Linked DNA regions of Zea mays: region 1 is linked to region 2. A link is a contact called in public Hi-C data. All regions are on one chromosome and are shown on one strand. Each heading gives the region's core, a stretch centred on a gene start, on an enhancer-like site or on the middle of the called end of the contact. The rest is flanking DNA. Distances are from core to core; before and after follow the strand shown.

What was found. A called contact is a pair of places that touch in the nucleus more often than the background predicts.
Region 1: a contact with region 2 is called in a Hi-C map of root tip, with 2.7 times the contacts expected there. The contact joins the promoter of LOC103626169 here to the promoter of LOC103626170 in region 2. A contact is called at or near these places in 6 of 25 Hi-C or Micro-C datasets (endosperm, leaf, root tip and 1 more).

The regions. Positions count from the first base shown.
Region 1 is chr5:30,321,156-30,323,855 of Zm-B73-REFERENCE-NAM-5.0, forward strand. LOC103626169 (pentatricopeptide repeat-containing protein At5g04780, mitochondrial) reads left to right here and starts at 1,319. Exons shown (of 1, transcript XM_008646563.3): 1 at 1,319-2,700. The coding sequence starts at 1,381. It also overlaps the pseudogene LOC111589358.
Region 2 is chr5:30,179,483-30,182,299 of Zm-B73-REFERENCE-NAM-5.0, forward strand. LOC103626170 (transportin MOS14) reads right to left here and starts at 1,314. Exons shown (of 27, transcript XM_008646564.3): 1 at 926-1,314. The coding sequence starts at 1,054.

The DNA of each region.
Region 1 (2,700 bases), core at 69-2,568, 140 kb after region 2:
ATTGACAGATGAATTAGCAAATTTAACTAGACAAATTATCAGTTTTTGCGGTTTGGTTGAGGTATACGCATTTAGGGTCCATCAATATTAATTGCACATCACTTTGACTAGTTAAGAGCAACTCCAAAAGAACGTGTAAACTAACTCCAAAACAGATATTAGTCAAGAATAGTGGTTTTTCTTACTCCAACAGCTCTCTCATTCTTCTCCCAAAAAATTAGCGTCCCGGATCCATAGCCTCCTCTCCCTTATATTTTGGTGTGTTCCATCCCACCCCAATCCATTCCTCAACGTATCAGATCATCCACGGTCTCCCGACGACTGTATAGATTGCGTTGCATGTCACATTTAAAGGAACTGTTGGAATACCCATCATAATTCACTCTTAAAATTTTTTAGCCAGCTCTTAATAATTAATTTTTGGGGTAAAATTTTTAACATCCTTTTCGAGTTGCTCTAATAGAGCTCTCTCTTCACCGCGAAAAAAGTATAAGAAAAAACAACAATGATAACGCATGGTTGTCTTTTTCAGTAGGTCCTGTTTATTCAGAACCATGGAGATTAAGAGGAATTTGGGATTATTCAATTATTCTAGAAATCAAAGGAATTAAAGTGGACTAGTACAATACTCGTGTGTTGCGACGATATACCAATCATATTTGTTTAAAAAAAATAAAATTAAAGTGGATCCTCTCTATAAAAAATAAATTTAAAATTAAAGTGGACATATGGTCTACATACTAGATATTAAACTGCAAATACTGCATTTTATCTTAGCCAAAAGTCGAGAGAGGTATGAGTTGAAAAGATTTGCCCCTTAGCTAGCTCGACTACTCGCCCTCCTTAAGCTAGCGAGATGGTATTATCTAGGAGCACTGTGTTGCGTGTGACTTCGTGTCGTTTTGGGTTTGAGTGTTTTCTCACAGCCCATCTAGAAGATAACGACCCCACATTATTTGACGATGTATGACAATGGTAGAACCTAGTAGAGATGTTTGGACCGTGAATTAGGATAGAAATAAGTATAAGAACTTTTTTTTAAAAGAGACGATGATGAAAAACCAGTGTTGCTTTATAGGAGTAGATATAAAGAGGATTGAAAGTGTATTTGGACTTAATCACATTATTTGTTGAAAAAATGATCAGTACAAATCAATAATTCCACCTCTGTTGATTCGTGGGTCCACTTTCTATCGGGGTTGAAACCGTCTGGAAAAGATAATCGCAATAAGATTTTGCCACTCTTGCGGGCTCATTTAAAGCAAAACTGTCTCAGCCCATGAAGCCCAACTAGTATCCTGGACAGTCCACACACTCACCTGTACGCTACCCGAAAATGAAAAAGTCACTGAGCTCAGCCGAACTGACGCCATAAAAACCATGGCTACCATGCCGCCGCCGTCCCCGTCGCCGCGTCATCCCCCGCGTACCGCCTTGTCGCCTCGCTGCACTGCCCTTCATAACCCATCGACCTACGTGTACCACTGCCAGCTTCTCAACGGCACGCCCCAGGGGCATGCGCCGCCGCGCCACGCGCGCGCGCGGCCCTTTCGGGAGCAGGAGCGGGACCTCGCCGCTTCCTACGCGCGCGAGATTGGCTCCTGCGTCCGCGTGCGGCGCTGGGGCGCAGCGTGCGAGGCGTTTGCGTCAATGCTCACCGCGGGAGCCGCCCCAGACAGGTTCCTCCTCCCGCAGGTGCTCCGCGCTTGCGCCGGCCTTGGTGCGCCCCGCCTTGCATCCGCCGCGCATGCGCTCGCCGCCAAGGGCGGGGCCGAGCTAGCGGGGGACCCCGTTGTCGGGAACGCGATCGTCGCCATGTATGCGGCGCTGGGGGACGTGGCCTCCGCCCGCGCCGCGTTCGCGTCGCTGCCCGACCGCGACGTCGTGGCGTGGACCGCGCTCATCAGCGCGCACGCCGACGCTGGGGAGCTGGAAGAGGCCTTCGACCTGTTTGAAGAGATGCAAGAGAGCGGCGTTCGCCCGGACGTGATCTCATGGAACACGCTGGTGTCTGGATTTGCAAGAAGTGGTGACCTCGTTGCTGCTCTGCATCTGTTTGACGAGATGCGGCAAAGAGGTGTCGACCCGGGAGTCAATTCTTGGAATTGCATCATCTCGGGCTGTGTGCAGAATGCACTGTATGAAGAGGCTTTGGAGGTTTTTCTGGAGATGTGTGAGAGTGAGAGGCCTGATGCGGTGACTGTGGCTAGTATTCTCCCTGCTTGTGCTGGCTTGCAGGCACTAGGCATTGGAAAGCAGCTGCATTCTTATGTTTTGCGGTGTGGAATCAAGATCAATGTGTATGTTGGAGCATCTTTGATTAGCTTGTACTCTGAGTGCGGAGAATTTGATGATGCGAGAGTTGTCTTTTCCACCATTCAGGAGAAGAATGTCAATGTGTGGAATGAGTTAGTTCAATCATATACCAGAGAGGGGAGGATGGACAAAGCTTGGGATGTTTTTGACTTGATGCAGGAGGATGGATTGAAGCCTGACATTGTCACCTATAACACTTTAATTGCTGCATATGCTAAAGTGGGTCAGAATGAACAAACATATGAACTGTTTTCACGCATGGCTGACGTCGGCTTAAAGCCTAATGTGGTCTCAATGAATGCATTGATTTGTGGTTTGCATCAACATGGCCTTTACACAGATGCACTTGAAGCTTTCAGATACATGCAGCGTTCCAGTGATGGA
Region 2 (2,817 bases), core at 64-2,563:
TGCCAAAGCACAACTCTATCATCCCATCATCTTCTTAAATCATCACTTCCTAACAGCAGTCCATTCAAAGGCCTGGGTAGCCACAGCAACACGTTACATGCCACAACCTCCAATTACAGGAGATGACTAAGTAGAACCAGTCAGTGGCATACTGGCATCACATCGAGCTCGCATAGAAGTCCTATAAAAGACACTTGAATGAAGCTCAACTTGTAGATTTGTGTCATCAGCAATCACTAGAAAGTAGTAACCCTAATCTAGAAAAAAACTGACAGGGTTGGAAAGTTAAATGTACCTAAAAGATCCAGTCTTTGAGTTTTCCAAATTAATGCATACCGACTGAGACAAAATTCAGCCTGATTGGATGGCTGCGCGTCCATGCGCAGGCTGGCACCGCTCTGGCCAGCCAGATACGATAATTTTGAGCGTATGGGTGGATGCAAGTTAATAGCATCAAAATGGCTTATTTTGCATCCAGCCATACAGGCTGTGACTCCCACGTGCAAGCAACCAAATATAATCTCAAATAAAGTCAACGCATGCGGTGATCCAGGATAAAATGGTGTGGTTAACCAATCGGGCTGATTGAGACCAAAACCATCCTGCGTTAGACATCCTACCAGCAGCCTCAGTTATAGCAGACATAGTATCCAGTCAACAGGAGTCAGAACAAAATCCCACTCCTAAAAATCTAATCGCAATCCCCACCTTCTCCTATGGAGCTAGCTTCAGAGATTACAGAACCACTCACAAATGTGATACAATTCACCCTAGTTCAGGCCGAATTCACACGACTGCATGAAAATCTCACTCTGAGACGACCCAAGTTAGCAGTGTCCCACTCCCTAAATACAGAAACCAACCCTCACCCAGCTCAGGACACGAACAGGAAGAGAGCGAATCGAAAGGAGAAGCGTGCGCACACCTGCCAGGCGTCGAGCGTGTGCTGGAACTCCTGAAGCCAGCGGTCCGCGGCGGTGCGGATGGCGTCGTCCGGGTGGTGGTACAGCGCCGCAAGCGCCTCCTTCACCGTCGCCGTCGCCTGCGCCTCCATGACAGCGACGGCCTTGCCCAGCTCTAACCCTCCCTCAGCGACCTACTCCTCCCTCTCCCCGCCGTTTGACGTACCTCCCGGTGTATTCCTCCGGCAAGCTGGTTGGATTTGTCAAGGGATTCGCCGGGTGGGTAGGGTTTAACAGATGAAAATTTGAAACTAGTGAGAATGTGAGCACACGAGTCCGGCCGTGCCTTGCGGCTCGGGCCTGCGCCATTCAACTGAGTATAGATAGACTTGTTTAAAAAAAATAGATATGTACCATTAAAAAATTATAACTTTAGATATATATCATTGTTATCTTGTTTTTAGAGTCGTTTGAAGACTTCTGTCGGAGAGGAAATTTTCCGGCCGGGTGGCGGAACGTACCCACCCTAAATCCTAAGTTGAGAAGTGGGTCTAAGTGTTTTGCCTGTCTGCAAGATAGTCGATGAACACGAGTGAACACGAGGATTTAGAGTGGTTCAGGTCGTCGGAGCGTAATACACTACTCCATTGTCTGTGTGTTGTATTGAGTCTGAGTGAACTTGAGAGCTTGTCTGAGAGTCCGTCTTGTAACGTTGTGTATCTTCCCTTTTATAGCTCAAGGGAGGCACATACAAGGATGCTGAGCTCCGACATGTGGGCCCAGGAGCAAAATGAAAGGAATACATTATAGGAGTAATTAATGCAAGTAACGCCTGAGCAATCTCCAGGCGCCCTGATGTCCGCAGCCCATACAGTATTGATACGCGGCTGCTGCTTCCTTGGTAGCGTACGAGTAATGATGAGCGTAGTGCACGTGACAGTATGGGCGTACCATCTGCCAGTGGAATGGACAGGCACGCCGCCTACGGAACGGACTGGTCACCGCCTGCCAGCGGAATGGACAGGACTCATTAAATGCGGAGGCGGCACATCGCCTACCAGCGAAATGGACATGACTCAATAAATGTCGAGGCGGCACATCACCTGCCAGTGGAATGGACAGGCAGCGCGCCTTGTCCGCAATAAATGCAGAGGCCATGCAGCCCAAAGGCCTTACGTCAGGCTCCACCCGTTGGCTTACGTCACGTGCACCATGTCGCGTGGCAGCATCGGGGCTCCACCTGAGTGGGGAGCAGAAGCATATACGGTAAGGTCCGGACACGTGTCGGCTCCGGACCCCGCCTGGCCTTGATTAAGGCCTAGGTATTCTCTGTCCCAGAATCCCGGGACCCTGCTGTGAGTGGCCCGGACCCCACACAGAGGGGTCCGGAACTCATCCTAGGGGTCCGGTTTGCGCCCGTGGAGGACCTAGACCTTACCCGGAGGCCCGGTTTGTATATACAGGGGTCCGGCACTTTCCCATAGGGGTCCGGACTCACTGTTCATACCTTGGAGTATATCATCTTCTCTGGCCACATGGCGGCCCCGGAGCCGTCCACATGGTGGGGTCGGGTGCTGTTGCTGGCCCAGAGTAGTCGCCCGAGGCTAGGGTGAGCCATGGTCTGGTCCCACGCACAGCTCCTTTACCACGCGACTAAAGATAGCCGCGTGGGTACTGTGTCTTTATACGGTAGTAAGGGGTACCCCTGTTTTAGGGTACTGACAACTTCCAAGGCGGAAAAACACAATCATACAAGGATGTTCCAAGAACAATTATTCGCTAGTAAGAATTGCACCGACTCAAAAGAGAGGGATCAAAGAATTAGAATCAAAATCGCGTTTGAGATTTAGAACTTATCTCACACCGAAGGATCTTCTCATCAACCGAAGGGAGAAGGACTTGGGACGTGAGATTT